Linked DNA regions of Astyanax mexicanus: region 2 is linked to region 1. A link is a contact called in public Hi-C data. All regions are on one chromosome and are shown on one strand. The core of a region is the stretch at or near the end of the contact, and the rest is flanking DNA. Distances in the headings are between cores, read along the strand shown. Region 1 overlaps dock11 (dedicator of cytokinesis 11). Region 2 holds the start of dock11 (dedicator of cytokinesis 11).

Region 1 (5,845 bases), core at 2,374-4,873:
TGTTCACACTTTTATGTGGTTTGATCTTATTCAAATGTAATCCTGATACTGAAGATGGATTAAATGACCAGTCGTAATTGAGCTCCCATTTTCTGGCATACCTCTATTGGTCTAAGTAACGAGCACAAGCTGTTTCTTTAAAGTGGTTTTCAAATCTAGAACTTTGTTTGCCCTTGTTTTTCTGTTAACAGACCAGAAAAAAGCAAGATGCAGATAATTCCAGGGCAACTGAATGTCAGCGTTGAATGTGTGCCTCCAGACTTGTCAAGTAAGTCTTCTTGATCCAGCGCTGTAGTTTTCTTTTCAGCTAAATTTTATTTAACTCTGAAAATATCAAATATAAAATTGTGTAATTTAATCTGTTTAGTAATATTAAAATCATATAATTTGTTTATGTATATAAACATAACTATATATTTTTTATTAAGATCAGAAGTTGGAATTACAGCTTAGATCATGTCAAGTAATCTGTTATAGCCAAACACTTGTCAGTAAAAGGTCAATGCTTGAAGTCTAAATTACATTCTGTTCTTGATAATGAATATCTATATGTTCTTTAATGTAAAGAGTCACAGAGTGGTTAGAACTGCAGGCATCTGAATGGTATAGCAGCATGTGCTTCTTTAGAAAGTACAGCTGCATTTCTGTGTGCTGCTTTTTGTAATGTAAATGAGAATTTGTACTCCCAATGTCCCTACTGAAATGTCTCATATTTCCTTTCATATTCCATACTGTAGCATATTATATTTCCTTTAAACTAATATATTTAGTTCATAATATTTCACTTTTTGAATTTGGCAGTTCTGACATGAAGAAAAGTCATGATGATGAAATGCTGGATCAACAGAAATGCTGCAAATGATCTGGAAATAATTTTTCACCCCAAATCACTGTCCAGACCTAAGGACAAAATTTGTTCCAACCAAAAGAGCTGGTCTTGGAATAAATTCACTGAGCCATGTTTTAGTTTGTTTGCGGTATGAAAGCGCTTGACACGCGTCTTTCTATGGATCAAACAATATCAAGTATGAAGTATAACTGAGTGGTCCAGCAGGCTAAGCACTGCCACTATGATCAGGAGATCACCGGTTCGAATCCAGTTCATGTAGCTTGCCATCAGCTACCGGAGCCCTGAGAGAGAGCACAATTAGCCTTGCTCTCTCTGGGTGGGTAGATGGTGCTCTCTCCCCACATCACTCCAAAGGGTGACGTCGCTCTAAACAAGGCGTCTGTGAGCTGATGTGTCAGAACCGAGTGATGCTACTCGACAATGATGCATCAGCAGCAGTTCAAAAAGAGGCGCTGTCTGACTTCACATGTATCGGAGGAGGCATCTGCTAGTCTTCATGTGCTAGTGTTGGGGCATCACTAGTGATAGGGGGATTCCTAATGAGTGGGTTGAGTAATTGGCTGTATAAATTAGAAAAAAATTAGAAATACAATTATATATATAAAAAAAAAATATATATATAGTAAGATGCAGCCCACCTAGGTGATGATGACCAGATGTTGCTTATTGTGCTCACTAATCTGTGGTGTGTACCCAAAACTAACTGGGCTAAATTTATACAATGTAACATAAACATTGCAAACATTGGTTTGAACCATGGTCTGCACTCTTAAGAAAAAAACACCTTTAATCTCTTTAAAGTATATATTTGAGTAATGCTATTTCTTTTACAGATTCAGTCAACTCTTCTTACATCCCAGTGAAGCCATTTGATGAGCAGTGTGAGAAAGTCTCTGTGGAGGTGGAGGAGTTTGTCCCAGAAGAAGCCAAGTACAATCACCCTTTCACCATCTATAAGAACCACCTCTACATCTACCCCCTGCAGCTCAAATATGAGAACCAGAAGACATTTGCTAAGGTAATGTGCAAAGTGCTACAGACATAATGTGTGGAATTTGCTGACTAAATTAAATTAAGTCCAGAATTTAGTCCAGGAGTCTATCTACACTGCAATGAGACTTAGTGTTTCTTTTTCATAATCAGTGGAAATGTGAACATAAAAGAATGTGATAAATATACAGTAATGTATATTAAACTAAAGAGTACACTTGTGTCAGTTGTACTGTCTGCCTATCTGTTTTGTAGGCAAGGAACATTGCTGTTTGTGTGCAGTTTAAAGATTCAGATGATGAGGGAGCTGGCCCAGTGAAGGTAAACATAAATGGCTTGTACTGCATGTGGTTTTCCAGTTTATTTAAATTACACGTGATAATCACTAGAGCTGAATTTAGCCTACATTCGTGAATTAAACTCAGTAATATTACATTAAATCCTATAATGCTGGATTAACTGGATGTATATGTATAGCGAAAGACATCCTTCAGCACTGCGGATTTTAGTGTGTAGAATCTGAATTAGTTTGCTCGACCCACATTAGTTCTAAAGCTGTGTATTTGCTCCTCTTATCTTTTTTTAGTGTATATTTGGCAAGCCTGGAGGACCACTTTTCACCACTAGTGCTTTTGCTGCTGTGTTGCATCATAACCAAAGCCCTGAATTTTATGATGAGGTAAGGTTTCTTATTTTGTGATATCCTATTTTGTGATCCTCATATTAACATTACAGTGCACCTCAAAATAATATAGAGATTGGTCAGTGTGGTTTTGGGTTGCCACCCAACCCATATTTGGCAGTTAATTTTTACACCCCTTATTGAGTCAAAAACACATCTCTATTACACACACATCATTTGAATTTAACAGTAATGATCATTAATCAGTAATAATGTTAAAGTCAAATGAATGTCCTATGCAGCAGACAAATACAGCAGATTTAAGTAAAAATGTCCCCAGGTTTCAAACAGAATTACTGTATTTTTCACACTATAAGGGACACTTAAATTCCTTTAATTTTTCCAAAAATCGTTAGTGCGCCTAATAATCTGGTGTACCTTTACGTATGAATTGAACCCGTCAGGTTGAAAGGAGCCGTAAAGCCACTCTGCTGAAGTGCAGCCTTATAATGCGTTTTAGGAAAGTTTCTCCAGCACCAAGACTGGAGCATTATTAGCATTAGCCGCTAACTGCAGCGCAAGCTCTTTCACTGTTTAGAGGTGAGTATAACGGACTGTGAGTGTTCCTGACTTGCTGGAACACTCAGGATTCCTCAGTGTAGCGCTGTTGGGCGGCATTTACTAGCGCTAAGAGCTGCTAACAACACTAAAATATTGAAAATGTAAGCTTACTGTAAATAAACAGAAGTGCTTTACTCACACAAATAAACAGTTTTCAGGAGAGACATCTGTGTAGATTAACATCCAGCGCTCGTTTGACTTTGAAAGAAAATGTTTTATTGTTGCTTAAAATGAGCCTTATATTCCGGTGCGCCTTATGTATGAAAATAGGCCAGAAAAAAAACAGATTGTTTATTGATAGTGCGCCTAATAATCTGTAAAATATGGTTAAAATATCAAGTTCTCAATTTATTTAGCTTATATTTTAAAAGTTTATTGTTGCACACTTCACACAAACAGATTTAATTTAAGATTGAAATAACCATACTTTGTAAGAGAATGTGTTCATTGTTAATAAAGTATTTCAAGCTTTAAGTACAACAAACTGCTTTTTTGATCACCCCTTTAATAAAAAACATCAGCACAAAATAAAACAAACCCTTGCTGCATCATGGCCCTACAGCACCGTGGTGAGCGTCCCTTATATTTATTTCTGAAAGTTGGCAACCCTACTATGGTTGATAAGTCAAATTTAATAAGTCAAACCAGTTTATTACTTATTTTTTCCTTCCTGTTTCATTAAAATGAGATTTTACCAGTGAGTTCCTCCTGATATTGCAAAACACTGGATAAGACTGAACTATGAACAGAAACTGATTCTGAGAAAATAGAGAAGTATTGAGTCATTTTATATCCAAATTTTATTAACGAATAAACACAAACAGAGGTCATTTTTGTTCAATCTGGTTACATGACTAGTCACAAGACCTCCCCACTAAAAATCCCTTGAGCTGTAAACACTCTCATGTTCTTTTTTTCCTTCACTGAGGGCTTGAGATTGAATTTCATTTCATAATTCACACAGACACAGTAGCAGGCTGGACTATGCCTCATGATGTCAGGAAGTGGAAACGTCATCCCCATGCAACAATATTTTTGGGTTGGACGGTCTATCTGTGCCATCTTGTGGTGGGAGGGAGAATTACGCTTCATTGCGTTAATAGGGTTCCCACAGAATAAGATAAAAATTGGTTAATAATCTTCATAATTCTACTTAGTGTGGATTAAAGCAGTTGTAATGTTTAATTAAACAAGAAGGGACTATTTTATTGCATTACATTACATTGTATTTAGTGGGTGCTTTAATGCAAAGCAGTAAAGCAGTAAATTACTGCTACAGTAAAGTTGCACTCTGGACTTCATGTTGCTGCTACCTGCCTACTCCCCCTATTTTTGTGGATTTATATTGATATCTATTTTATTCTATTCTATTTTATTCTGTTCTTTTTTACTTTATTTTATTTTTACTATATTTATCTATTTTAACCTTTGCTCTTGGGTGTAAACTGGACCGTGGGATCACAATTTCGTTTCACCTCATGTACCACATGTTATGTGAATGACAATAAAGTCTCCTTGAATCCTTGAAAATAATGAGGTACATAAGCAATAGAGGACATGACAATCCAAGGCAAAAAATAAACATTTAGCAGAGTCTCAAAGAAGCCAAAAGTTAATATTGGGAATACGGTTGAAAGTAGTTAGTTTGCTAGAGATGTTAGGAGAGTAAATTATCTTTGTCTTTAGGACACTCTTAGGGTTTAATAATGTCAAAAACTAATGTTCTAAACCCAATTCAGATTTTCTTAGTGTTTCGTATATATCAAGAGAATTAAAATATTACAGGAAATAACAGTAGTTATCTTTCATCTTAATTTATCATCATTTGTTTATTGTTCTAAAACCAGATTATCTAGATTTTTGCCAGGTAAGAACAAGCTGGCCAAACCCAGCCTACTGGCAGCATATCTCAAGCTCACCATTCACTGCAAAAAAAACTTGTCTTTAAAAACAATCTTCACAATCATTACATAACTAAACACGCAGAACAGCATGCTTGGTACGAGGAAAAGAAGAGACTGATAGTTCAGCCTTACTGAGATCTGTCCTTAAAGCAGAATTTCTACTGAGTGAACAGATAAAGTGATCCACCAGGTTGAGGCAAGCTGTGTGGTGAGCAGGGAAGCCAATTACTGACGAACAGTTCCTATAAAGGCTGCATGCTTCATACTCCTAACTGCGTTTACTGTGGCAGAGCGAATAAGCGTGTTAAACAATGACCTTTGTAATCAGCTGTGCATCAGTGAGCAAGGAGTCAGCGGCAGTTTACCGGCAGCATAAGTGTATGAGAGTACAGACGAGAAAGATAATGCTCAACTCTGTACACTGTATTTGTCAGAGGAACTGTTCAGTCTGTGGAAAGAATTCTAGTAAGGATGTATTGCAGGATCAGTGTGATGATTTCATACAGATACGTGCTTCTAAAAATATACAGGTCTTATCTGAACAACTTGGACAGATTGGTGAGCCTGAGAACCGAAGCTAGATGTTACATCTCTTTACTAGATACTGGGCCTATGGGTGCCATCTTGTGGCAGAAGGCAGTAATGAGTTCAATTGAGTTTAAATGATAAGTGAACAGGTGAATAATCACTAAAAGTGATACATATTATGTACATATGCACCAAATATTCTATCAAAAGGTTATAAATAAAAGACCAAATAATTTATATTACACAATTACTAATTATTTTGAAGCCATATTGTGCTATAGTATTTTTACTAGTCAAAATAATTGCAATATCTACTTATTGTACATTTGA
Region 2 (5,730 bases), core at 2,657-5,156, 45 kb before region 1:
TAAGAACAGCAGCTACTGCTGCTGATATTTATACCACAGCAACCCATGCAGATACATTTATGATGTCCACAAATTTAATCTACAAACAACAGTGAGACAGTTATCTCAACAGATATGATTTGGGAAACAAATCCGTCTGAACACAGCCTCACAGGTCTTTAGCTCCGGGCCATGAATCCAGGCCTGGATTTTGGATTCACTGGTAGGTATGTCACTTGTTAGCCAATCAGATTAGTTAACCATCAGTGATTTCAAAATCCAGAACTGGAAACTGGATTCAGTCTCCAGAGTTGAGGCTTCTGCACATGATCAACCGTCAGCTAAAACCTGATGATGTGAATTGAGTGTATATATATATATGTGTGTGTGTTTTTATAAAAGAGAGCCAGAGACTGAAGATAAAGCAGTTGAAAATATTGCTACATTGTACAAAATGTATATCTACTGTTTTCTGTACATAATTTTGTAATGTATATGTGATAATAGTTTGTATCACTGGTTAGATTTGTATATAACATGCAGGTTGTACATACAAAATGTGAAAATATTTTTATTTTGAGAAAAGGAAAAGGAAACATAAAGATGGCCAAATGACAAATAAAAAGAAAGCCACGAGCAGCACTTCTTAATCTGAAATATCAATTAAAATGATCTGGTTTCCTAGAGGCGGATGTGCCCTTAATAAATGAATCCAACCAGAAATGTGTGTTTTTGTATTTTCTACCATATCATGAATGTGAAATGCACAATATAGTGTTTTTAAATCTCAATTTTTATACATGTTATATAGGTTGGAGCAGGAATGTTAGGTCCAACAATGCAGGCATTCATTTCACTTTGTTTAGATGTGTTTGTAAAATTATGTACATATGGAAGAGATACTGTAAGTAAAATATATAAGCTTCTCATAAGCTAAGGGAACTTTCAATATTTAACACAATAAGAGGTCATAACGAGGCTAGTAAACTAGAGAACTCGTAAACAATTTAAAAGTCATTGCTACCATGGGTTTGGTAGGAATACAAATTGTTTGTTTACTGATGGTGTGCTTAACTGATCAGGGAATTGGACCACAGTCAGCTATGGGCTCCCAATGCTGTTTCCCACTGCATTACACCAGCCAGCTGTTTTCTAGTGGTTTTCAGTGTGTAGGCTGTGGCCCCCAGTGGTACTGCAAGGGGCTATTAACCAAAAATTTATACATTTATAAAACAAACTTCTTGTAAGGATCAGGGCTAGGTTTAGGACAAGGGTGACGTTTAGTTTTGAATTGTGGGTAAGATTAGTACTGGAGTTGGGTGACGTTTAAAGTTAGAGAACATTAATGTGAACAATTTTACTGAATAAATATTGAATAAATAGTTAAAGGTAAAAATCTACAGACCATATGAAGTTTACTATCATACTAAAATGTTGCTAAATGATACAGCATCAGTTGCCTTAATTAATTCGGTCACACTCTAATATTCTGCCCTTAGCTCTGATTGCAGCAACGCATTCACTGTGGCATTGTTTCGATAAGCTTCTGCAATGTCACAAGATTTATTTTAATCCAGTGTTGCATTAATTTTTCACCAATATCTTGCATTGATGAATGTAGAGTCTGACCGCTGCACAAAGCCTTCTCCAGCACATCCCAAAGATTCTCAATGGGGTTAAGATCTGGACTCTGTGGTGAACAATCCATGTGTGAAAATGTAAATGATGATCTCATGCTCCCTAAACCACCCTTTACAATTCCAGTCCAATAACCTGGTCTAAATTCAAAATATTAAGGTAGTCAGCTGACCTCATTCTTTGAGCACATACTGTTGCTGACAAGACAAGATAATTATCTGGCAGTTAAGTTAAGTAGCTTTGATAGTTTTTTAATTACATTTTTTATTTGGTCCAGAAATATATTATATGTCCACTAAATATTAAATAATAAATGAGCAGGTCCATATAGTGTAGTTTAAACCCTTTACCTTTAATGTGGCTCCAGCCACTATAGATAGATAACCTGTTTTGGACAGGAAATAAATGCTTGTTTAACTTAATAAAATAAATTCTTAAAACAGAATAATTTGTTGAACTACAACATTTTGTATGTGTTACATTTCTCCATAGATGAAGTCAGTCGGTAAATATTGTGAACGATGCTGCTACTCCTAAAATTGAAGGCGATTCTACCTCTTCCTGTTCCTGCTCACAAAGAAACCCACACAGCCTCTTTATGCACTTCTAAACATGTCCAGAAGATGTCACCTCAAGACCAAGAAATAAAGGTAGGTTTTAGTTTACAATATGTCTATTATCATAAATGGTTTATGAATGATAACATTAATGAAAAGATTTAGCTTTTTGATGGCTAGGAGGTAATTCACATCGTATAATCATTAATAAACACTTTAAACAAATACAAAGGTGCACCAGTGACCTGAGAGTTGCCAAATAGGGAGCCCACATTTATCTATATAGTTAAATCTCTGATCATGCTGATAGTCAACTCTACACTATCCTCTCCATCAGTCAGTTATTACACAAAGTCATGTGCAAAGGTTTGGACACTGCTCTAGTGAGCTGTTACTCTGAAGCCAGTGAACTCTGACCTGATTTACAAAAGGCATAAAGGAAAAAATGGCTAATTTCTTTAATAGTTAGCAACATTACTTTCCATTTACTTTATTGTGCTACAGTTTCACAATGTAAAAATGCAAAAAAACTCAAAACAAAAGTTTGGGCACCTTGCCTTTTCAGAAAAAAAAAAACACCTTTGTTTAGGTAAGCGTCATTGCAGAGGCCATCCACTATTTATATTATTATGAAGTTTGGTGTATGGGTCTAGAATTTTTAAATTTTAAACACTCTCCCACAACTGCTTTATTAGTATAATTTCCCTAACAAATGTAGTCTAGGTGCATATTGTTAAAAATATGTTTACGTGTACACAGTACAAAAAATCTGCAATTTAGCAATTGGTGGCATTTAATCTTATCTTGCTTTGACTCCAAAAATGATTGCTTCAAAGTGAAATCTTAAATCAGCTTCTACCCCCAAATGTTATTGGATAGACATTATATTGTGACATTATATTTAAAAAAGGACAATGAAATGGTGTAACAACTAAAAAAGGAGTTTGTTGCCTGAGAGCAACATCATTGTTGCTGAGAGCAACATCATTTGCTTGGTTATTTCAACCACCCTAAAGTTCCCATATATATACACAGATTTGGTTTTGATATACTTTATTTTTAACGTATTTTACATTTGCTATAAAGCTAAAATATAGCAAACAGAGTAAAATAGATCATAAATGATCTTTTTCATTTATATATATATATATTTTTTTTTTCCTGCGACTCTTTATTATACGTCTACCTGGCAACCTTTATTAAAATTATATTTACCGGTATTTATTAAATAAATTTACCGGAGTGATTGGATTATTTTTAATACATCCTAAATAATATAAAGACAGTAAATGTTAGTTAAAAGAAAATACATCAATCGAATACATACATTAAGGCATTAGTTAATAAACAAACAAAAAAATAACATGTACGTAAATACATTTACACATACACATAGCTTGTATATATTAATGTAATATGAATAATTTAATTTACAGTTCTTTAGTTATATCCATTAAAATCCCTTGTTCAGTTGTATATGTAATAAAGAATCATTACAAAAATCCCTCATGTCGTTGCAGAATAGACATGGCTCTGGATTTGTGTACATGAAATTCACTTAATAAGGAGATCAGTTCCATAACCTGATTTATTTTATTTTATTTATTTAGTATTTATTAGTTTAGGAACAAGACGTTTGTTCAGGTACGTAATAATCGTTAAGGGAACCTCCTTCCTCTATCTGGCAACCTGCAGTGAGAGGTGGAGCGCGGGGAGGAGGGGGCGTGGTCTCTGGGAGAGCGTTGAGTGAGTCGCCACATCTGTCAGAGGCTGGCACCTGGACTTCAGCGGCATGTCCGCTTCACATTTCACCTTCAGAATGGGGCTTCCAGCGATGTGAGGGAGACAGAGCAGAGCCTGGAAAAATGTCGGAAGTACGGAAATTTACTAAGAGGCTGAGCAAACCGGGGACGGCGGCGGAGCTGAGGCAGAGCGTGTCGGAGGCGGTGCGCTCTTCTGTGATTGTGGTTAGTAACGTTTACCCTTAACGCGCTATTACCGTTACTACAACAGAGAGAGAGTCCTGCTCGGGTCTGCGCGCGCTACCTCTGCTTTTCTCTCTCTCTCCACGTTTTACACACGTTTTGGAGATGTTTGACACGTTTGACCGGTGTTTTACACGTTTTTGGAGATGTTTTAAACGTTTTACAGAGCATTTTAATGTTTAATCTTTGTCCTGTTCTGTGCCTTCCCTTTACGAGCCGCCCGGCTCAGCAGTCAGCGCTAGCCAGCTAGTCTGTCCACACTGATGCTGCGGGCAGAAAAAAACCGTTAAGCGCTTATTTTAAATAAACACAGCTCGCAAACTGAGCATGCGCCAGGAAGATTTCGCTGGCTTAATTTATGGAATATGTGTTTTTTGGCAAGCTATAGAGGTCCCTTCCATAATCCTCCTCACTCCCTAATGCTCAGCCCAGGCTAGAGTCTTTTAGTGAGTAGTGTGAAAGAAGAGCAAGCACATGGACCATGCTGCTGCAGAGGAGTCCCTTTGTGTTCAGAAATATAACCTAGGGTAACAAATACAGGCTGGTGGGCTTCTATCTCTCTCTCTAACTTCCTCTTCAGAGGATTATGCCTGTTCCTGTCCTCTCCTTTCATGCGAAATGGGTATAAAGTGCTTATCCTAGGTGGTGCTGGGATAACCTAGCTAGGCTAGTGGCTTGGAGGATGTGTCCTCCTTATTCATAAATGATGATGGAGTGCTCTGTCCAGGCAGGCAGGCATGGAGGAGGAGGAGCACACCACAAGGGCTTTTAGCTAAATAGCTAACCTGTGTGGGGAAAAAATATACTCATTGTAAACCAACAAATAGTTTGAACTCAAACAAATTAAGTCTGGGTTTTATGTAAAATTGGATATTTCCAAACATTACTCAACTATAATGTGAACATTTGTGGCCACATATAACCTACATACCAATTCAGTTCTTTGAGTTAAATCAAGTGTTGCCATTGGCAACTTCTTTTCTATTGGCTTCTGGCACAATCTGTTAGCATACTGGGCGTGTCCCCCAGTTTTTAACACTCACCATCAGTGTGTAGTAATTCCCCCTGGGCTACCTAAGGGAAAATTGTTGATGATGTATTATGATTAACTGCTTGCACTTCATGTTGTAGGCTTTAAGAGCAAGCATCATTTTCTGTGCTGCTAACTCTATAGCCCTATCCGGACGGGATTAGTTTCTCAGGGGGACATCTGTAAAAATATATTTCACACTTCTACTCAGTGATAAAACTCTTGCATCCAGACTGCAATTGAACAGGGGGAACGGTGAGTTTTTAGGCATTCTTAGTCACATAACATCACGTTCAGTAGCTTCTCCATTTCCACTTGCTGTTGTGTTTACGTGGATCTCAGTGGAAATAAAAGTGTAATTACAGGTGTTACAAAAGTGTAATTACAGGTGTTTAGCAATGGACAAATACCTATTTTATTAAATGCCAGGAGAAGAAACCCAGAGTTCCATGAAAAAACAGTAGGTAATTCAGCCTGTAATTTTCTTAGAGGACGCCTGAGAAAAACATGTACATGGTCGTTCCACACTAGAATAAAATCA

The links. A called contact is a pair of places that touch in the nucleus more often than the background predicts.
Region 2: a Hi-C map of muscle shows a contact between it and region 1, with 17 times the contacts expected there. The contact joins the promoter of dock11 here to the enhancer-like site in region 1. A contact is called at or near these places in 3 of 3 Hi-C or Micro-C datasets (blood and muscle).

What each region holds. Positions count from the first base shown.
Region 1 is chr8:29,743,224-29,749,068 of AstMex3_surface, reverse strand. It overlaps dock11 (dedicator of cytokinesis 11), which reads left to right. Exons shown (of 53, transcript XM_007255754.4): 16 at 192-268; 17 at 1,684-1,868; 18 at 2,096-2,161; 19 at 2,427-2,519. Among protein-coding and RNA genes, the nearest start is that of dock11, 45 kb to the left of the region's middle. Within about 2 kb of position 3,623, the one cell type or tissue checked has an H3K27ac peak away from gene starts, as active enhancers do.
Region 2 is chr8:29,789,046-29,794,775 of AstMex3_surface, reverse strand. It overlaps dock11 (dedicator of cytokinesis 11), which reads left to right and starts at 3,906. Exons shown (of 53, transcript XM_007255754.4): 1 at 3,906-4,141. The coding sequence starts at 4,040. It overlaps ntn4 (netrin 4), which reads left to right. Exons shown (of 10, transcript XM_007255750.4): 10 at 1-702.